Regions from separate parts of the Mus musculus genome. Here all the other regions are linked to region 5. A link is a contact called in public HiChIP or PLAC-seq, Micro-C and promoter capture Hi-C data. All regions are on one chromosome and are shown on one strand. Each heading gives the region's core, a stretch centred on a gene start, on an enhancer-like site or on the middle of the called end of the contact. The rest is flanking DNA. Distances are from core to core; before and after follow the strand shown.

Region 1 (2,700 bases), core at 100-2,599, 730 kb before region 5:
CTCAGAACTGTGCATACTGGTTTGTGATTGTACAAATTCAGTATGGGCACCGCTTGGTGCAGAGATACTTACTGCAAGGGAAGGTCCGGCTTGACCATTTCTGAGTTTCCTGTGAGATAAACCCGGTTTGAAAGAGGTTGGTACCAAATTTTGGTTAAAAATAAAAAATATTCTCCGGCTCTACCTCGCCTCCCCAAAAGGTACCAAGAGCCACATGTGTGGGTTTTACCCACGGGAGGAATCGGGTCCATGTCCACCCAAGCCAAGGTTAAAAGCCCACTCATCTACGGATGAGAAAATCATTTGATCACCTCAGTTAAGCGTTGCCTTATTTAACTTAATTAATAGGGGGGAGAGAGATTGGAGACGTACTATTGAAAGGGCAAGCCCTTCACTGCCTCCCACCCAAATAAAAAGGCCAATTGGCCTTGTACTACAAGAGCCGGTCACTCCTTCTCCCTGTTTCCCACCTATCATCCAAAAAAGCGGAGAAATATCAACTTAGTGTTATTATAGTGTATTTCACATTTGTTCAGTCAAACTTAGCCAAAGTTCCAACGCCCTACTTAAAATTCAACTAGAAAGTTACCTACCAAGTACTAATTAGCATTATAAAGTCAGAGCCTACAGCTCCAGGCTTTTCAGTTAGTTGTTCACTAAGATAAGAAAGGACAGTCTTAAGCCAGATACAGTTTACCATAAGAAAGGTTATAGAATCCCAGTGAAGCAAGTTTTTTTTTAGCCCTAGATTCCAGGCAGAACTATTGAGCATAGATAATTTTCCCCCCTCAGGCCAGCTTTTTCTTTTTTTTTTAATTTTGTTAATAAAAGGGAGGAGATGTAGTCTCCCCTCCCCCAGCCTGAAACCTGCTTGCTCGGGGTGGAGCTTCCTGCTCATTCGTTCTACCACGCCCACTGCTGGAACCTGAGGAGCCACACACGTGCACCTTTCTACTGGACCCGAGATTATTCGGCGGGAATCGGGTCCCCTCCCCCTTCCTTCATAACTAGTGTCGCAACAATAAAATTTGAGCCTTGATCAGAGTAACTGTCTTGGCTACATTCTTTTCTCTCGCCACCTAGCCCCTCTTCTCTTCCAGGTTTCCAAAATGCCTTTCCAGGCTAGAACCCAGGTTGTGGTCTGCTGGCCGGACACAACAGCTAGGCATTTCAATTGTCTGGCAAAGTAGCCTGTTTGGGGAAGAAAAAAAAAAAAAAAACAAGAACTTTCATCTGAAAGCTTCCTGTTCTATTTTAAGCCTGTGCGTGGCTCAACATTCCACTCTCCGTGAGACTCTCAGACCGGCGAGATTTCTCATCATGCTAATTAGCCTGGCTCCATGTCAGACAAAACTGTCATCCTTTGGGGTAGGTCTAAGTTGCAGAGAGAAGAAAGCTCTCAAAAGGAGGGCCTGAGACGGCCAAGATACCCACGCCCTTGGACCACCTACTCCGCACGGAAGAGGGGGGGGCATAGTCCCCGCTAGTCCTGCCTCAGTCAGGCCCTCCTCCATAGACCACGCCCCGGAGAGCTCCGCCTCCGGGCCCGCCCCGCGGCGCATTGTGGGATCTTTCCGCCCCACCGGAGCGGGACGCACCTCTAGGTCATGGGGATCCAGCCGGTAAGACCCTCGTTCTGTGCCCTGAGCCCGGGGTCACCGCCTCAGCTGGTTCTGGGCAGTCTGCCCCGCGGGGCTGTGCCATACCCACCTTGGATGCTGGAGTCTCGCTGCACGAGCTGCGGGCTGAGTTCACTGCTCCGCTTGCTTCTGAGGTTTTGGCATGCTTTCTCGCTGGAGCTCAGGATCGCTACTCCTGGTCCTCCACCCACACCCTGGCACTTCCTCAGCGTGGCGATCACGCTTCCTCCTCTATCCACAGAGCCCGGTCTTGCTAGCCTCTCTGGGGGTGGGGCTGCTTACTCTGCTCGGCCTGGCTCTGGGTACCTACTTGGTTCGAAGATCCCGCCGGCCGCAGGTTACTCTCCAGGACCCGGATGAGAAGTACCTGCTGCGATTGCTAGACAAGACGGTAAGTTGTGAAGAAGTGGGCTAGGGCAGAGAGTGGATACTTAGTTTGAGGGATAGCATCGAGAGTGGTTGGATTGCTCCAAAAGACTTGGCAGGCCAGACCTGCCTGATGAAACATCTTGTCATCTATCCTCTAGACAGTGAGCCACAACACCAGGAGGTTCCGCTTTGCCTTGCCCACCGCCCACCACATTCTGGGGCTGCCTGTGGGTAAGAAAAAAGGGAGTGGGCTTCTCTACTTGGCATCGTATGAGGGCGAGTCACTTCTTAGGTGGTTTTCCTGCTAAGAAAAACCATTGCCCTTCTGTCAATCCTTCAGCCCATGAGGGACCACTCTTTTAGGGTGTGGCTTCTGTGCCCCTACGCATCTCTAACCTCCAGGCTTCTCTCTTTCCTTAGGACTTATTATAACCCGCCTCCTATCCCAGAAAACACTAATTTTCCATTATGCAAATCCTCTGCTTACCTGCTGCTGCTAAGGCCCTGGCAGTAGGGAGTTTCAAAGGTGGGAGGAGGCAGGAGATACTGCGGAGGGGTCCTCTCAGTGGGACTGCAGCTTATGTGTCTCTCTCCATGGTTCCCAGGTAAGCACGTCTACCTCTCTGCCCGAATTGATGGCAGTCTGGTCATCAGGCCTTACACCCCTGTCACCAGTGATGAAGACCAAGGC
Region 2 (2,771 bases), core at 217-2,716, 890 kb after region 5:
TGGGACAAAACAAGTCCCAGATCCAGGTGTGGTGGTACACACCTTTATGTGGGCCACACACCTTCTCCTGGAGACTTACATAAGAACATTGGAAGAAGGAAGATTCTCTCTTCTTCTGCTTGCCTTGTGGAACTGAGAAACTGCTAGATCCTTGGGCTTCCATTCACAACTGCTGCTGACCACTGTTGGGCAGTTGGACTACAGACTGTAAGTCATCAACAAATTTGCTTAGTATATAGAGACTACCCATAAGTTCTGTGACTCTAGAGAACCCTGACTAAAACAACCATTGTTTTTTGGTTTTTGTTTTTGTAATAAATATCAAGTTATACAAGAGCAGAGATGGGGCTGAAGAGATGGCTTAGTGGTTACGTGTACTGACTGCTCTTCCAAAGGTCCTGAGTTCAATTCTCAGCAACCATATGGTGGATCACAACCATCTGCAATGTGATCTGACACCCTCTTCTGGTGTGTCTGAAGACAACTACAGTGTACTCATATACATAAAATATAAATAAATCTTAAAAACAACAACAAAAAAAGAGAACAGAGACAAGGCTAGCCTCCCCCTCCCCCAGGCAGCTTCAGTGTCTTATATAGTACCCACCACAAATAGTGCTCAGATAATATGTCTAAGGAGGAAAACTCTTTTGTGACACATGACTTTCTATACTAAATTTCATTCTGGCCATATGACTATTCTTCTTTCCAGGAGCCCCAACCCATCAAAGCTGTAGGGACCCTTAGCTAAGGAAACTGGTACCCAGAGAGGGAATGCATGTTTTCTAGGGTAACACAGGAGCTTAGTTCGATGCACTTGAGGCCAAAGCTCAAGTGTCCTCACTGCAGTGGCCCCTGGACTCAGGTGACTCCAGTTTCCTTCACTGCTGCTAAGAAGTTCACATCTGTCCCTCTGCAGCCTGTAACCTCCTCCTAGTCCCAGACTGGCCTAGTACACCTTGTTTCAATTTGCCAGGCCTTCAGAACCAGTGCAGGCTAAGGAGGCACAGCTCCCTCCAGCCCACGCCTATTACTAATCCTGTCTTGCCCTCTTTGGCATATGTCTTTGTGTGTAGGAATAGAGCCTGGGCCCTTGAGTTCCTTGTTAAAAAACAAAACAAAACAAAACAAAAATGTGTCTCTATAATAATATTTTCAGACTATGAATAAGCACAATGGTCCTTGATCTTGTTCTAAAATCATTACTAGTTTCATTTCTAAAATGCTTTCTCTGAAACAGTAAGATAGTATAAGGCGAGGACAAACAAAGCACTCTAGGAGGAGTTGAACGGACCCACAGGGCTAGAGCTTCAGTTTTCAGTAGGAAAGGCAGACATTCCCTTTTCTTGCTAAATCCTGGTAGAGAAATGCGTGCCTCTCCCTAGATTGTAAGCCTCCGGGACCAAGAGAAGGTGGGTCTTGTTGTCTTGGCAACTAGCGAGGTTGGGCTGAGCGGCGACTGTAGCAGCCAATAGATGCTGAAGGGGTGGAGCCTGCTGATCAGTGGCGGCTGCGGCTGAGCTTGCAGGTTGGTAGACTCGGCATTGGGGGAGGGGTACGGGGGTCGCAGGGACACTGGGGGTTCACAGCCACCCCAAATCCTTAGGCAGGGTGTGCAGTACTCTTGGCGGTCGGAATCGGGGCTTCTGGTTGGGCCTGAGCGGCGCCACCAGGGCGGTGGAGGCAGAGATGGCGGAGGGCGGTGGGAGGAGAGGTGAGGGTCGGAACGCGGCCTGGTGACAGGATCTGGGGGCTCCGGGCGGCTGTAACCTCAGAAAACTCCCTCTGCTAGTGCACAGATAGCTTTTGAGAGCTGGGCTTGGTGAGGAGAGGGAAAGGTTTAGAAGGCCAGGAATCCTGGAACTCAGCCCTCTTCCCTCGTCTGGCAAAGCTGAAAAGGGGCCGAGGGTGCTGCCTCTGTTGTGACCACTATCCCTTTTTCCGACTCCATGTTTCTTTTTATCCCCCCAGGCATCTAGTCTTGCTGGCTCAGCAAGCCCGATAAGCATGAAGCTGCTGTGTTTGGTGGCTGTGGTGGGGTGCTTGCTGGTGCCCCCAGCTCAAGCCAACAAGGTGAGGGAAGTGGGCCAGCGGCACCTTGTTCCTGGGCTGCCGCCGAGGTAGCCGAAACGCCACCCTGACCCCTCCCCCACCCGAGAACCCTACTTGGGGGCGGGGACCTTACCTGGGACAAGCTGCTGGCCTTCCTAAGGGTGTAGGGAGCACGGGGTTCAGAGCCTACCGCACAGGGTCCGGACCAAACTAGCCCTAGGTAGACTTCTCCGCAAGCAAGAAAGTTTAAGAAAAGTTACCCAAGTTCTCTGTATCTTCCTTTGCCCCAAGTAAAAACAGCTGTGGTCGAATCTCCTGCTCAATTTGATAGTCAAATCATGTAATGTTGTAAAATGCTCTGAGTGTAAAGGCATGCACAGATGGGAGCTTTTTGGCTTCAAAGCTAACCCAGCTGCACTGTGGACTCCAGAGGCTGCTCTCATTCCTTCCGGGTGGGAGACCCGCAGCTAGGTTTAGATGATGTACGCGGCTCTAGGCTGTCCGCTTTCGATTCTGACTCTCCCTGAGACACTGAAATAACATTGAGTATTAGGGCTTGCGTGCTTCTTTGCTCTTCAAGGAATTCCTGACGGGAGTCTTCCCGTGATAATGTCCCAGTTTTCTTTATTCATCCCTTTCCCCTTTCTAACCTAAGGAGTTAAGACAGAATTGAAGGGGAATCTGGCCACCTAGCTCACCAGACACAATTGTAGGCCCCA
Region 3 (2,700 bases), core at 141-2,640, 680 kb before region 5:
GTACTCATATACATAAAATAAATAAAATCTTAAAAACAAAAACAAAGAAACTCTCAACCCTCTGACCTTCACCTGTCTTGGGCCTTTCACATGCCAGCCACATTTTCAGCTTTAGTTGTTATTGTTTTCTCCCCTTGAATTTGTTCTCTCCTGCTTTAGTCTCCCAAGTGTGGGTATGCACGTGTAATGTCTAGCTCTCACAGAAATTCTTAAAGAATTTGTGTGTTTTTCTGCTCATCAGGAAAGCATTTGCCTAGATGAAAGAAAAAGGGCAAAGATGTTACTAGGGGAAATGCATATATAAAAGCAGAAGTAGCCAGAGAAGACCAGGAGAACCAGTAGATATGTTTTGTAATTTTAAGATTTTATGTGCATAAATGGTTTGCCTACATGTATACATGAGCACCATGTATGTGCCTGGTGCCCAAGATCGTTAGCTTCTGTTCTAGCTACCTTAAGTTCATCTGCTGTAGTAGTTCTGGGTCCAGATTTGGTGGGGAAGCATTCCTGCCCTGAAGTCTGATGACTACACTACAAAACCTAGACAAAATAGATCTACATTGATCATTTTAACAACTATTTCCAGAGTGCCCTCAACATTTTCTATCAATTCTGCACTCTGTCCACCATATTTAAATGTCAGGAACAGTTTGGGATCAAGAAGCTATGACACGAAGAAAACACTATGTAAAACGAAGACGCTGCCCTCTTGACTACACTTTACTATCCCTAAGAACCAAACGCCGTGCAAAGGAAAACTGGATAATCCAATTAGTCATTCATCTATACTGGAACAAGAAACATCTTTCCCTTCTCAGCCAAAGGCAAAAAGTCAAAATCAACGAAAAGCAAACGTCCTAAGAACCGCAGCACTAATGAACGACCATGGTGAGTCAGAGGAGAGGAGATGGCTGTGGCGTCTTCTTTGAGAAGGGTCTTTGCAGTTTCCCCTACTGCGACCCATTTCTGGTGGCTCAGTCAATCCACAAGTTCCTTTTCCTTGGAGTGAAGGAAGCAATCGCCTCATGGTGACAGGCACATTTAGGACCCTGTGGTTATCCGGGATGGGAAAGTCCTCCCTATGGTGAAGCGGAGCCTGATTCTTCAGAAACCGACCTAGAGAACTCTGAAACCCCGTGGGTCTCCCGAGTGTGGCAGGAACGCAGCCTAGCGCCTGCCATACCGCGTGGGGACCGCCAGTCTTGGGTCCTTCTGGCCTCCAGCGCACTGTCACACGCGGCACTCCCCACCCACCCGTCTACCCACTCTCAGGTCTCTTTTTCTGAGCTCTCAGGTAAGCAGGACTTCTTGGCTCGGCCTCCTAAGGTGACGTAACCCAGGAGAGGCCCGCCCCTCCCGTGGCGTGACGTCATCATGCCGCGCGGTCGCCGTACTCCGAGACTGGAGTTTACCACGGAGACTGCTCCGCAGCGGCTGGTCCGGGCGGCAGCGGCGGCGCTCCGGCTGCTCAGCCGCCTGGGAGCCCGGCGCCTAGCACCTCGGCTCGGACGGCCCAGGAGCCCTGGTGAGTGAGCGCGGCCCTGACACACGGCCTTTCCCTCTGCCCTCAGCCGGGGGCGCGGCCTTCCCCCAACCCGGGTACCCCCCCCAGCCCGGGTCGGTAGGAGATGAGCTGGGGCGCTGCAGGCATAGCGCTGCCTTCTCGGCTTCTCCGGAGCAGCTGCCGCCTGCCCCGGGAGAAGGTTTAACCTGGGAGGAAAGAATTCAGCTGAGAAACAGTAAGGGGACGTTTATTTAGTAAAGCTACACACTCCAAAGATTGGAGTGGGCTTCCTCCGAAGGTAGGCAGTAGCGCATTGGGGTTTTAAAGAAGTTTCTTAAGAATATTAGTGAGGTGTAAGGTATATTCATGCATGAAGGTAAGATAATTCCCTTTCCCTCCCAAATTATAGTGGTCTTCACCTCCTCTTGTAAGGCATTTATCCCCAGCAATCTTGAAAAAAAAAAAAAAAAGCAAGGTATGGGGTGGGAGATTTGGAAACTCCAACACATTGTAATGAAGCCAGTGCCTTTTGAGAATGCAGACCCTTTAACGCGGTTTTGGCAATTTGTTAAGTATCGTTTGCCTTGGTGGAACATCCCAAATACAGTTTTACAGATTTTGACCATGGGAACCTTAGTGTAGTCCCTGCTTAACCGGGAGACACAGCTACCAAGATACTGTTGCAGCTTCCATGATTACCGCATATCTAACTCCTTGCCTACCTAGGTCTCCCTAATACTTGATGGTAAGCTTGGTGTTCTTAGGGGAGAACTCCTTTCTCTCTCTCTCTCTCTCTCTCTCTCTCTCTCTCTCTCTCTCTCTCTCTCTCTCTCTCTCATTGCCTTTTTTCTTCCTTCTAGAATGATTTAGAATGGAACCCCTCTATTTACATATTAGCTGTTCTAGAATGTGTAGTTTTTGAATGGTGAATATATGGTCAGGCTTTGTGCTAGGAGGAAAGTTGCAGCCCTGAGGTTACTGTCATTTATGAAACAAATCTTAAAGTTTAATCACAGGCTGGGCCTTGTGCTAGAACACTAGGAAATCTTCATAATCTTCAGCTCCTGAGAATTCAGCAAATCCCCAGTTTCTTGCATCTCATAGTTTGAAACTATGTTAGCTTAAGCAAACCTTTTAAAAACAAAAAGCATTTACTTTAGCAAGTTGTCTCAGTTTTTGGTTAAATACATGTTGCA
Region 4 (2,700 bases), core at 113-2,612, 600 kb after region 5:
TCATGCTGCAATTTGAGTGTGGCTTAGTTCCTGACACTGCCTGTGCTTGGTGAGAATAATGTAATTCAGCCAGCAATGATAATAATGATCCAACCTGCAGTGATGACGGCAGTCCTCAAGTCCTTTTGATCTTGTAATAGTAAAGAATAATGATGGTGGGAACTAGCTCTTTTAATCTTAACGTCACAGGGAAAACTCTGAGTTCAAGGCCATTCTGGTCTACATAGTGAGTTCCAGGCCAGCCAGGGATACACAGTGAGCCTCTGTCTCAAACAAAATAAAAACAAAAACAACTTTACAGAACACAACAAATAACAGTAATTATCCTATGAAATAGAAGAGGGCCTCCTTTGAGGCTCTAACACTCCCACCCATAGCCCCTGTTACTAGGAACATAGTTTTCCTTGCAGATTCTTCACTTCGTTAGGTCCCAAGGAAAGTGTTGTGCTTCTTGCTTGGAGCTGTTTGTACCCATAGTGAAAATGGGCTGGGCTGGAGACATGGCTCAGTGGTTAAGAGCACAGACTGCTCTTCCAGATGCCCTCTTCTGGTGTGTCTAAAGACAGCGACAATGTATCCACATACATGGAATAAATTAAAAAGAAGGAAAGAAAGAAAGTGGGCCTTCCGTTTTAAGTCCCAGGGGCATCAGTTCACCTCTAGGATTGGATTTCTGGACAGGCTGCTCTGCGGACTGGGAGCAGGTGGGCCCAGTAACACATATTGTTAATCACCCCAGAGGCAGTTTTCAGTGGCTTGAGACTGTGTTTGTCATTCTGTAGGTTAGCCCAGAGGAAGATCCACTCAGGAGCGGTAGAATGATCTCTTGTGGGTGGCAGGGAGATGGGGAAAGCAGAGGGACAAGAGCCCCTGGAGGAGGGCAGCTAGGCTAAGTGCTCCCGGGTGTTATAGTATCTCATCCCCCATCACATCTCGGTGGCACATAGCCCTTTTACTGATGAACCTAAAGCCAGCTGTCTGGCAGAAGTAAGTCACAGGAAGTGGGGCCTTGCTTGTCTTATTCTGGAGTGCAAGTTAGTCCCCTTAACATTGTGCCATCGGAACCCGAAAATTTAAGGACCTTCACTCTCTTCCCTAGGGGGCCCAAGTTTATCTTTAGTCTGATCTCACAGTTAGGTCTCCGCTTTCCCACATGGCAGACCAGGAACCTCTTAACCCCATCCCTCACCTCTGTGTAAAGATTTGCCCCCAGAGATCGCCATAGGGTGCAAAGAGAAGTCACGGCTGGGGCGGCAGCCACGCCCGGGCTCCCGACCCTAGGTTTTGGATGGGGGAGGGGACAGCTTCTCCGTGACATCAGCCCTGTTGTGGTGCAGTGTGCAAAGCCTACTGGTTGGCGTGGCGCGGGAAACGCCTTCCGGAGGGGGAAACAAAACGGCGCGCACTCCGGCGCAGCCAGTCACCGCTTCCCTGAGAGCTGTCGCCCGTGCGCCTCCCAGCAGCTGCCAGGTGAGTGTTACCCCGGGTGGTCCGCCTCGGGTCCCCGCAACTGCCGGAGCGCCTGGGTCGCACCCTGCGCCTATTGGTTTTTCCGGTCCTGTCGCAGCCCTGTCGCTTGCAAGAAAAGTTTGTAGGAAGAGTGATCCCAAGAGGGAGGTGGTGGGAAGTGGCTAGAGTTAGCTCGGCAGTGTTTCCCTTTCCTGAAAACTCTGGGTCCCTCCCCATCCCGGGGCTTCCAGGGCAGCTGACTTTCGCGTGCTCTAGACCCAGGGTGACCCTGCCCCCCACCGCCTGCAGGTCCTACAGAACAATCAGCGATTCTGTGGGCCACTGACACTCATTGTAAAGCTGAGGGATGAGGACATCCGTGCCACCCCTTTCCTCTCTCTCTTTTCCTGAGAGAAAGTGCCCGCGAGTGTGTGTGTGTGTGTGTGTGTGTGTGTGTGTGTGTGTGTGTGCATCTGGCTTGGTAGCCCCAGAGTGCAGGTATGAGTTTTCTTTTTTCCTGAAAGAACCAGATGGAAAAGAAAGTCTTGGTGGCAGGTGAGGACTACTGAGATCTCAAAGAGCCAGCAGGGGAGTAGAAAGGGCCTGAGAGCGAGTTGCAGTGTCAGCCAACAAGCTGTTATCTATCTGACAGGTGTTTCATCCAAGTGGCACAGGTCTGGGTCTATTCTGCATGTGCTGCTGTGATCCGTCAGAGCAAGGGTCTAGACTGGGAGCAAGTACTTGATGTCAGGACCATCCCACCCACTTGTCCCACCCACTTCTTACCTCCTGTGGTGCATGAATGGACGGGCCTCCCCACCTTGACAGGACACTGTAATGGGACACCATCACTGCATGCAAGCGGTTCACTTGCCTTTGGTGGGACATTTATCATGAGACTCTGGAATCTTGGTGACAGGGTTTCTGAAAGGCAAGCAGACTGAGTTTTGACTCAGATTTGACACTTAATACACGGATGACCTCGAACAAGTGACACAGCTCAGTTTTCTTCTGGGCCAGTACTTTTTGGAGCACATATTACACACACACACACACACACACACACACACACACACACACACACACACACACACCCTGGCATCCTGCAGAAGCTCAGAGGACTGGGGCTGTTAGTACAGTTGTCTCTGAGCTAGGTTGGGGATTTCCTTCAGGACTGGGCCCTAGGGCTTCCTCCCTGCCTTCTGATCCTCTCACCAGGCCTCTGCTTAGGAAGCCAGGCCTCTGTGTTGG
Region 5 (2,700 bases), core at 135-2,634:
TGCCAGGGCAGACGCTCCTGTGGGGAGGTCCAGGCAGAGCCCAGTCTCCCTGTCCCTGTGCTCGGGTGTGCAGGGATTCCCAGGCTCCTGCTGCTGTCATCTCATCCTGGCATCAGGGCCAACCACTTCCCAACTCCACTGAGCTTCCCCCTCAGGAAATCCCACCTAGTCCTCTCAGGAGAGCAGGCACAGAGAAAAGGGAGCCAGAACCAACCAACCAGCCATGGAGAGGCTGGGAGAACCACCCTCTGACTTACAGCCAAGAACAAAGACAGGTGCCCCAAGCCCTAGGACTTCAAAGGCTCTTCCTGGTCCTCCCCTCCTCCCCGTGGGCCAGAGAAGGGCAGCCCCTCCCCCCCCCTCAGGTGCCATCCCTGTGCTTACTGCACAGCAGCTCTTTTTCGGTGTCACCCGTTTGACAGTTGAATCGGAGAAGTGGGAGGAAGAGAGAGAGGATGTGGAATTCAAGCAGTGGGGCCCAGGAACGCTTTGGGGAACATTACAGAGTGAAGGAGTCTTGCAAGCAAGCATGAACCACGAACCAGTTGGGCTGAGGGCCAGCGAATGGCCTAGCAAAGCCAGGCGGGGGTAGGGGGTGTGTGGAGTTCTAGACTTGGGGACTGCTCCCTTTCCACACCCCAAGCATCCAAGTGGCCCCCTGGTGAAGAGGACCTGGGAAGTCTCTGATGTGAGGGTCACAGCCTTCACCTATCTGTAAGTCTTCAGAGGAGATACAGGGTTCTAAGACACTCCCAGAGGGGTAGTCTGAGGGGCTGCTATGGAAGCCACCCCAGAGTCCTCTCCAGTTAAGCTCTGATACTTGTTCTCTGGTGACAAGCCTATGTCTGCAGGCTGAGGGGCCAGGGAGTTGGAAAGAAGCTTTCCTGCCTAGCCCTGGCCTCTCCTTCCTGTACAGAGCAAGGACTCCTGCCTCCTCTTCCCTGCCACCCCCTATGGCACCTCTGTGACACATCTGCTCTGTTTGGGGGTCTGGGTTTGGCCCTGAATTCCCAGGCTTTGAAGCAACAAAGCTTACAGGGGCAGAAGCTGAGAAGTGGAAATAAGTCTCTAGCCAAGGTCACAACCAGAAGAGCAGCAGAAGGTTCCCCATGGCTATCAAGGAAGAGGTGGGGGTGGGGGACAGCACTTGATGAGGACCCAGAGGAGGAGGCCCGAGGTGGTCAGGGAAGGCCTCATCTCTCGCCGCTTCCCAGAGCCTTGGCATCCAGTGAGGGTGGCGGGACAGCAGCCGCTTGCTCTTAGAGGGCACAGGAAGGATGCACCCGACCCCTGGTGGCAGCTTGTGGCAGGCACAGAAGGGCAGCCCGCAGTTGGGTGTGCGTGGGTGGAAGCCAGGAGGGGCGGAGGGAGGAAGCTGGCTTCCTGAAACCTCTCAGTCCTCAAAGATAGACGGACTGACAGACAGCTGGCAAGAGGCAGCCTGGGGGACATAGCTTCTTCAGTAAGTACTTGAAGTGAGTACAGACATCCTATGGCCCTGGGGTGGGATGGGGGGCTCCAAGGATGGGTTGAAGAAGCATTGAGTTTGGGGCTCCCATGCCTGGCCAGGGCATGAGAAGTGACATATCTGGTGTCCCTGTGACTGGAGGGCTAAGAAGCCACACAGAGTGCCAGGAGAGGAGAGGCTAAAGGCCCCTTCCTGTTGTGGGCAAGTACTGTCCCAGCCACACCTGCATGGGCCCACACTGCTCCCAAAGCTCTGTCCCCATGGGTTAGCGACTCTAACCCCACCACCACGTCACCCATGCCTTAGCTCTGAGAGACAGGGGCTGCCCCCAAAAGGTGATGCCCTCATCACCTCTATGCCCCCTCTCTCTTGTACCCCCAGCTGTAGCCTCACCATGCGCTGGCGCTCTAGGGTTTGATGAGGCCATTTCCTGTGACGGTTGCAGAGGCGGGAGACTGGGGGATGGGAAGGAGGAGGGAGGAAACACCCCTGGGCTACCGCCCTAGACAGAGACCCCAGGAGCCACAACTGATCTTGGAGTGGAACTGCCGACAATGAGAAGACCCTTCTAGAAGTTGGAGCGTGCCTGGATCCCTGACTGGATCCAGTGCTTCTCAAGGCCTCCATTTCTCATTATAGAGAAGCCTGCTAGCTGGCTAGACTCAGAGAGCTGTATGCTTTCTCCCTTTCCTTCTGTGTGGTTAGCAGGCTGTTGGCCTCATGCAGACCCCAGCTTAGAGCCCTGTGGACTTGGGTATCCTCTCTCTTCCTCCTTCTGGATTCCTTCCTATCTTCCCCATACCTGTATTCTCTCTAGTACCTTCCTTCTACTCTAACCCCTAACTGTCCTCTATCCTGCATCCCAACAGAGAGCTGTTGGGCCGCTTGCTTGAGGGAATAGCTGGCTGGCCTGGACTAGAAGCCTTCTTCTAGCTAATGAGGCCTTCGCGGGACCTTGTCTTTCAGGCATGCCTCATGGCTGAATGAGCCTCCCTTGGGCCCAGCAACCTACCCCAGCATGGTCCAGGCCTGTGAGGGGCGCTCCAGAGCACAGCTGCCGACCTTGTCTTTGGGGGCAGACATGACTCAGCCTCCACCCACCAAAGCTCCAGCCAAGAAGCATGTGCGGCTGCAGGAGAGGTGAGATCTTTCACAGGGAGGATCTTCCTAGGCCTGGATCACCGTCCCTTCCCTTCCTTCTTTCCTGTCCAGTTCTAACAACTGAATCCACA

Evidence for each region. Promoter capture Hi-C pulls out the DNA fragments that hold promoters and counts their contacts. A called contact is a pair of places that touch in the nucleus more often than the background predicts. HiChIP or PLAC-seq counts read pairs in DNA pulled down with a chosen protein or histone mark.
Region 1: a Micro-C map of the G1E-ER4 cell line shows a contact between it and region 5, with 4 times the contacts expected there. The contact joins the promoter of Cyb5r1 here to the promoter of Ptpn7 in region 5. A contact is called at or near these places in 4 of 39 promoter capture datasets (the C10 cell line, the SN4741 cell line and second pharyngeal arch cranial neural crest), 4 of 484 Hi-C or Micro-C datasets (the G1E-ER4 cell line, LSK cells and natural killer cells) and 7 of 115 datasets of contacts at active chromatin or transcription factors (the 230-238 cell line, astrocytes, bone marrow-derived macrophages and 4 more).
Region 2: a contact with region 5 is called in a Micro-C map of the G1E-ER4 cell line. The contact joins the promoter of Tmem9 here to the promoter of Ptpn7 in region 5. A contact is called at or near these places in 1 of 39 promoter capture datasets (liver), 1 of 484 Hi-C or Micro-C datasets (the G1E-ER4 cell line) and 1 of 115 datasets of contacts at active chromatin or transcription factors (bone marrow-derived macrophages).
Region 3: a contact with region 5 is called in a promoter capture Hi-C map of pre-B cells, with 5 times the contacts expected there. The contact joins the promoter of Klhl12 here to the promoter of Ptpn7 in region 5. A contact is called at or near these places in 1 of 39 promoter capture datasets (pre-B cells) and 4 of 115 datasets of contacts at active chromatin or transcription factors (effector CD8 T cells, large pre-B cells, memory CD8 T cells and 1 more).
Region 4: a contact with region 5 is called in an H3K27ac HiChIP or PLAC-seq map of thymic regulatory T cells, with 3 times the contacts expected there. The contact joins the promoter of Csrp1 here to the promoter of Ptpn7 in region 5. A contact is called at or near these places in 2 of 39 promoter capture datasets (liver and stem cell-derived epiblast-like cells), 1 of 484 Hi-C or Micro-C datasets (CD4 T cells) and 4 of 115 datasets of contacts at active chromatin or transcription factors (effector CD8 T cells, memory CD8 T cells, pancreatic cancer cells and 1 more).

Annotation. Positions count from the first base shown.
Region 1 is chr1:134,404,432-134,407,131 of GRCm38.p6, forward strand. It overlaps Cyb5r1 (cytochrome b5 reductase 1), which reads left to right and starts at 1,350. Exons shown (of 9, transcript NM_028057.3): 1 at 1,350-1,622; 2 at 1,882-2,031; 3 at 2,168-2,240; 4 at 2,615-2,700. The coding sequence starts at 1,608.
Region 2 is chr1:136,016,535-136,019,305 of GRCm38.p6, forward strand. Tmem9 (transmembrane protein 9) reads left to right here and starts at 1,467. Exons shown (of 6, transcript NM_025439.3): 1 at 1,467-1,528; 2 at 1,972-2,073. The coding sequence starts at 2,008. It also overlaps a transcript of Igfn1 not described here.
Region 3 is chr1:134,454,141-134,456,840 of GRCm38.p6, forward strand. Klhl12 (kelch-like 12) reads left to right here and starts at 1,391. Exons shown (of 12, transcript NM_001311136.1): 1 at 1,391-1,525.
Region 4 is chr1:135,727,805-135,730,504 of GRCm38.p6, forward strand. Csrp1 (cysteine and glycine-rich protein 1) reads left to right here and starts at 1,363. Exons shown (of 6, transcript NM_007791.6): 1 at 1,363-1,470.
Region 5 is chr1:135,131,316-135,134,015 of GRCm38.p6, forward strand. Ptpn7 (protein tyrosine phosphatase, non-receptor type 7) reads left to right here and starts at 1,385. Exons shown (of 10, transcript NM_177081.4): 1 at 1,385-1,475; 2 at 2,435-2,608. The coding sequence starts at 2,487. It also overlaps the pseudogene Ptprv.